2 separate regions of the Mus musculus genome follow, and region 2 is linked to region 1. The links are chromatin contacts, called in public HiChIP or PLAC-seq maps. All regions are on one chromosome and are shown on one strand. Each heading gives the region's core, a stretch centred on a gene start, on an enhancer-like site or on the middle of the called end of the contact. The rest is flanking DNA. Distances are from core to core; before and after follow the strand shown. Region 1 holds the start of Rad50 (RAD50 double strand break repair protein). Region 2 holds the start of Shroom1 (shroom family member 1).

The links. HiChIP or PLAC-seq counts read pairs in DNA pulled down with a chosen protein or histone mark.
Region 2: a contact with region 1 is called in a FOXA1 HiChIP or PLAC-seq map of pancreatic cancer cells. The contact joins the promoter of Shroom1 here to the promoter of Rad50 in region 1. A contact is called at or near these places in 15 of 39 promoter capture datasets (the C10 cell line, the HPC-7 cell line, the SN4741 cell line and 10 more), 7 of 484 Hi-C or Micro-C datasets (the C2C12 cell line, the N1E-115 cell line, bone marrow-derived macrophages and 1 more), 27 of 115 datasets of contacts at active chromatin or transcription factors (the 230-238 cell line, the NIH/3T3 cell line, the SCID.adh cell line and 19 more) and 4 of 9 other capture datasets (adipose tissue, embryonic stem cells, liver and 1 more).

Annotation. Positions count from the first base shown.
Region 1 is chr11:53,705,914-53,708,935 of GRCm38.p6, reverse strand. Rad50 (RAD50 double strand break repair protein) reads left to right here and starts at 1,617. Exons shown (of 25, transcript NM_009012.2): 1 at 1,617-2,009; 2 at 2,868-2,951. The coding sequence starts at 1,881.
Region 2 is chr11:53,455,764-53,458,785 of GRCm38.p6, reverse strand. It overlaps Shroom1 (shroom family member 1), which reads right to left and starts at 1,581. Exons shown (of 8, transcript NM_027917.3): 1 at 1,445-1,581.

The DNA.
Region 1 (3,022 bases), core at 368-2,867:
CCCTTCAGCCCTCTCATGTTCTGTCTCCCCTTTACTCTCTCTCAAATTCATGGCCTCTTTGTTATTTTACACACACACAAACAACCTACCGAGCCAGTTAGTGTTACTTGTACACATATGATTTCAGGGCTAACCACTTGGTATTGGATAACCAACTCCTCCCCAGAAAAGACCACCTCTTCTCTTCTCAGCAGTTAATTCCATTGTAGTTCTCTATGGGCTCCCTTTCCATGTCAGCATGTCTACTGATGCTGTCCTTGTTCAGGTCTTGTTTAGGCAGCCATATTGCTATGGTATCATGTGTGAAATTTTCTGTCATTTCTAGGAGACACAATCTCACAGGTTTCCTGGACCTCTGGTTCTTACAATCTCTTCACCCCCTCTTCTGACATGTTCTGTGAGCCTAGGTCCAAGAGTTGTGCTGTTGATCTATGAATCAGGGCTGGGCACGCCAGGCCAGCCTTTTATTTTTGTATGAGACAGGGTCTCACTCTTAGTCCACACTTAACAGTGAAAGGCATCCTCCTGCCTCAGTCACTCACCTGAGTGCAGGAATTACAGGTTTGAGCCTCCATAGCCAGCCCCTTTCTACCTAATTCCTACCTTGTGACCTTGTTGACAGGAGCGGACTTTCTTCCTACTTATAAGAACCCTGTCTTGGAACAGCATCTGGTTTTGGGTCCACAAACTTTTGGTCTTAAACTCCTTTTGCACTTTTAAATACTGCTGAGGGTGGAGGCATTGTATATGTTACTAATAGTTCAGTGGCAAAACTTTAAAAAAAGCCTACACACACATATATACTTTGTGTATTGCCTGCATGTATTACAGCATGTCTATGCCTGGAACTCAGGGAGGTCAGAAGAGGGTGTTAGATCCCCTGGAACTGGAATTACAGATGGTTGGGGCCACCATGTGGGTGCTGGGAATTGAACCCCGACAATCTGCAAGAGCAAGTGCTCTTAACCACTGAGCCACCTCTCCAGCTCACAAAACCATTAGCTCTGCAAGGATCTCAACACAAGCCTATGTAAGCATTAACTAGCAACATTTACAGCTTAGTAGAAATGAAAACTGATTTATTCTAAAGGAAAAATATATACAAGAGTGCAGTCTATTGTAATGGCAGCACCACAGTCACGTGATCAAGAGAAACTACTCGCCACTATAAAGTGAAAAACCAAAAAAAAAAAAAAAAATAATAATAATAATAAAAAGTGACAGTGAAAAACGCTGTTAAACAGTACTGTCCGTACAGTAGATGTCATTAACAAACCACTAACTGGGGTCTCCGACTGCACCCCAGCCTACCCATGCGGTCCAGGGATCCAAATGTGGACGTAAAGTATGGTCTTCGCTACTTAAGATGGGCTAGGAGGCTCTGTAATAGCGACGCTTGGAAGACTGAGGCAGGAGAATCGCAAGTTCGAGCCTACAGAGCTAGACCCGATCTCAAAACGTCAAAGCAAACAGTGATAGGTGGCAGCTGCCTCCCTGCCCAACTTCTAAAAGACAACAGCTACTCGTCCTGCTCGTGTTGCTTAGGACTCCCACTTCCCGGCATGCCCCGGGCGTGCGAGAGGCGTGGACAAGTACGCGCCCGCCCCCACGTGACCCCAGGTCGTGCGAGGCGGGAATGTGCGAGCTTACGGTTGCTGGCTCGCTTGGCTTTTCTGGGCTGTGCAGACCCTAACCGGCCCGCGCCCTCCCGGGAAACCGAAGCCCGCGGGGCCGGAAGTGCTCTCGCCACCGGAGCTCCTGCTCGCAGCGCGTGTTCGGAACTTTTGGGTCCTCTCGCGGCGTTCCTTCCCGGCTTGCCCAGCTTCCGCCTTGAGGTTAAAACTCGCCCCTGGCACTGAGTAAAGGAACGTGGTGCAAACATGTCCCGGATCGAAAAGATGAGCATTCTGGGCGTGCGAAGTTTTGGGATAGAGGATAAAGATAAGCAGATTATCTCTTTCTTCAGCCCCCTCACAATTTTGGTTGGACCCAATGGGGCGGGGAAGACGGTAAGTCCTGAGGCGAGGGCCCCAGAAGGTGTTTAGGGCGTCGCCCTGCGCGCTGCGTGGGCCTCGGGGACCTCAGAGCCGGTCCGGCCCAGCAACTCGGAGTGTCGGAAGCCCACGCGTGCGCTCCGCTCTGGCATCTCGTTCCCGGGGAAGGCCGGCTGCGCCCCTGCTTCCCAGCCCCGCCCCCTAGTTCCGGAAGCGTAGCAGACTCTCGCCACCTACCTGTGCCCAACTGGGACCTCCCAAAAGCCCCTCCAAAAAGCTTTTTTTTTAAATATGAGAGATAGGTAACCTAGAGTTGCAAAACATGTCTACTGGTAAAACATAACGATGGAAAAAAAAAGACTTATTGTGGACATGAAGCTGATAGAGTAGCCCTAACGCTGGAAAATTATTTTATTACTTCTGAAGATTTGGGCAATGCGTTGTGACACACTCGTTTAATCCTAGATTGGCAGAGACATGCCCATTTCTATGAGTTTGAGGCCAGTTTGATCTACACAATAAGTTGCAAGATAGCCAGAAATACCAACTTGGATGTTGAATGTCAGGAGGTGGACTTTTATGTGGAAATGTTACTTGACATTGTACCAGGTCTGTTCTTAGCCTTGATCTCCTGGAAGGAAGACATAATAAAGCGCTTATAATCACTAGCTACATGTATACATATTTTTTGCTATTATTTAATTTATTTATTTTGGACACAGCATCCCACATAGCTTAGGCTGACCTGATCTTCTTGTCCACCAAATGCTAGAATTGTAGATACACACCTCCACACCTGGCTGTGAATGAATATTTGTCATAAACTACTGTGGTTCTCATCACTAAATAACACACAACTTGCTCTTTTTTTAGACCATCATTGAATGTCTAAAGTATATTTGTACTGGAGATTTCCCTCCTGGAACCAAAGGAAATACATTTGTTCATGATCCCAAGGTAATGGTGTCTGTAAAGTTTTGTATTTTAAGAATTAAATTTTTATAATTCTAAAAGTAGTGGTTGCTTAT
Region 2 (3,022 bases), core at 332-2,831, 250 kb after region 1:
TTATAATGAGCCATTAAACACGTACATATATCTGTTTTCTTATTGCCCCTAACTTATCTAAGGGGTGCTATTACATGGGGTCTCTGTCCATGCAGGATTCCCATATTGTGCCCTTTGTAGGGCTTGCTGTGCCACCAGGGCCTTGGAGCCTCAGGACAAACAACACAGAATTTTGACATTTGTCCCCGGAGCGGGGATTGCAGTAGAGTCTGCTAGAAAAATAGGCTGGGATCCTGGCTGTGGAGGAAGGTACTTGTTACCTGACAAAGGAATAAGGGGGCTCGGGGCTCAGAACTAGGGCTCTTGAGGGTGGAAACACCAGACCTGAAGGATGAAGCTGGCACTGGGGGCTGAATCTCGAGTGAAGGTGGACCCAGGCAAGCAACCAGACGTGGGACTTCAGGCAAGGTTTGTTGGGAAATTTGATAAAGACAATTTTCAGTGGGCAAAACCAGACCAAGGCAACACATGTAAGTCCAGGTCAGGGAACAGGAGAGGCACTGGAGAAAAGTCAAGCTCCGAGCTAATCGGGAATGAAACAGTCCTCTCAAGGGCCACCTCCCATCTGTCTTCCTGTGAGGACCTGTGCAGGCCTTTCCTTGCCTCCAGCCTTCCCTCAGTACCTGGAGGGCTGTTAACTGCACTCCCTGACTCTCCTTAGAGTCAGAGGTTCAGGGTTCAATGCTCAGATCTTAAATCCTAGCATTCCAGGCTAGGTCTGATGGGTGAGCTTTCAGGCAAACTCCTTGGTTCTCTTTTCTAGTCTCCAAAGCTATGGGTGACATTGCACCCCTGTGAGACATCTATTTTACAACATAGTAGCTGGTTATACAGTCTCTGCTGGTCTTGGGCAGACTCTGTGAGACGCAGGTTCCAGGAGGTGTAGAAAAAGCAGAGGGTGAATGACACCTAGGTAAAGATGGTCACTGCCATGGGTACAGCACATACCCCAGGGCAAAAGCTAAGCCCTGGGGACCACAAGGGGCAGCAGAACCACACAAAGAGGTGAGGAAAGAGGCGCTTGGAACACTAGGAGAGCGGGTGGCCTCTGATCAGTGCATTTCTAGGCCTTTTCAGTGGGGTTCACGGTCCGGGAAGATCGGGGGATTGGGAGGGACCCGGATTCTCCAGCAATCGAAGCTCAAGAACAGAGGGTCCTGAGACGGACGCCACTGTGTACATTGCGTCCCTGCAACAGCTGGGCCACCTGGACAGCTCTGTCCCCTGCCAGGCCTGGCCGAGAGTAAAGGTGCGCAGGGGCCCGATTCCACTGGCGCGGCCGGTCTGGACTCCGGGTCGGAAGGTCCAGACAGAATGACGGTCAGTCAGGCTGCTTCGCGGCCACCGCTGTCGCCGCCCCGACCCTCCCGTCCTTGTCTCCCTTTTGGGAAGCAGATCTGTGGACCACGCGCTGTGTGTCCCCTCACCCGGTCCCGCTGCGTACCTGTGGCTCCAGCCCGAGACGCACTTCAGGGCGCCGGCGATCCCTCAGTGACATCCGAGCCCTGGGCTCCAGCTCCCGACGCCACCTCCAGTCTCCGGCCGCAGCAGGGGAGGCGCCACCTCCGGCCGAGGAGGGGCCGGAGTCTGGAGTGGCGGCAGGGCTGCGGGAGCCGCGCCCCTTCCTCTTGCGATTCTGTACGTGGCCCTAGTCCCCGGCCCTGGACCTCTAACCACCGCAGAGAACTCGAGCCGGAGGGCGATCGAAATCCTCCAAGCACTGCCGGATCCGCAGGCAAGACTTATGGACCAGCAGGCTCCTCAGTGCGGAGGTCAAACCCTCCCGGAGGCAACAAAGGCTCACCTTCCTTTCTTCTTCTTCTTTTAACCTTTAAAAAAATTACATTTATTTATTTACTTAATAATTTGGGAAGTAAGTAATGGGGGAAGCTCCCTTGTGGAGAAGTCGGTACTTTTCTTCCACCCTGTGGAGTACTAGATTCCAACTGTGAAGATCTGGTTTGGTGACATGAACATTTATCCACTGGACCATCTCTCCCGGCCGGTTCTCTTAAACTCCACGATGAAAACAGATGTGCCTGGAGTTCCTGCCTCATGCTCTCTCTCCCTCTGAGTGTGCTTTAGATGGCTGGCTACCTGATCAACTCTGCTCTTCAGACCCACATTTCCAAAACCATGCCACCTACTGGACTCTTTCCACAGGCTCTCCTCTCCTGTCTTTGTCTCCTCGCTTCCCATAGCTCCCTCCACCAGACCCACACCGAACGGAGCCCTGAACTTATGTGCTCGAATCTGCTACTAGGAGTGGGGTCTTCACCTTTTGGTAAAGACTTTGAACTCCTAAACTCCCGTCTGTACATCCTGAGTGCTGGAGTCTTTTTTTCAGCTCAGATGACCGGTGCCACCTGGTCCTCATTCTCTGTGTGTGTGGTGTATGCATGTGTACCTCTCGAGATTGGGTCTTTTCTTTTCTTTTTCTTTTTTTTTTTTTTTTCCGTTTTTGATTTTTCAAGACAGGGTTTCTCTGTATAGCCCTGGCTATCCTGGAACTTACTTTGTAGACCAGGCTGGCCTCAAACTCAGAAATCCGCCTGTCTCTGCCTCCCAAGTGTTGGGATCAAAGGTGTGCGCCAACACTGCCCAGATACTATTGGGTATTTTATTCTATCATTTCTACACCTTATTTTTTGAAACAAGGTCTCACACAGAAGTCATCAATTTGGCTAGACTAGCTGGCCAGCCAACTCCATGAGTCTGCCTACACACACACACACACACACACACACACACACACACACACACACACACACACCACATGTCCCCTGCACTGGGTAACAATGTAAGCTGTGGCACCTAGCTTTTCCCTTAGCTACTGCAGACCCAAGCTCAGCTCCTCATGTTTGAGTGGCAAGCACTTTGCCCACTGCCCCACTGCCCATTCGTCTCATGGTCAGCAAGCTCTGTGACTCCAACTCTGTAAAAGTCTGTCCATTTGAGGACTCTGGAGAACTTGCCCAAGTCTCAGAAAGCACAGAGCCACAGAAGAGGAGAGACATCTAGA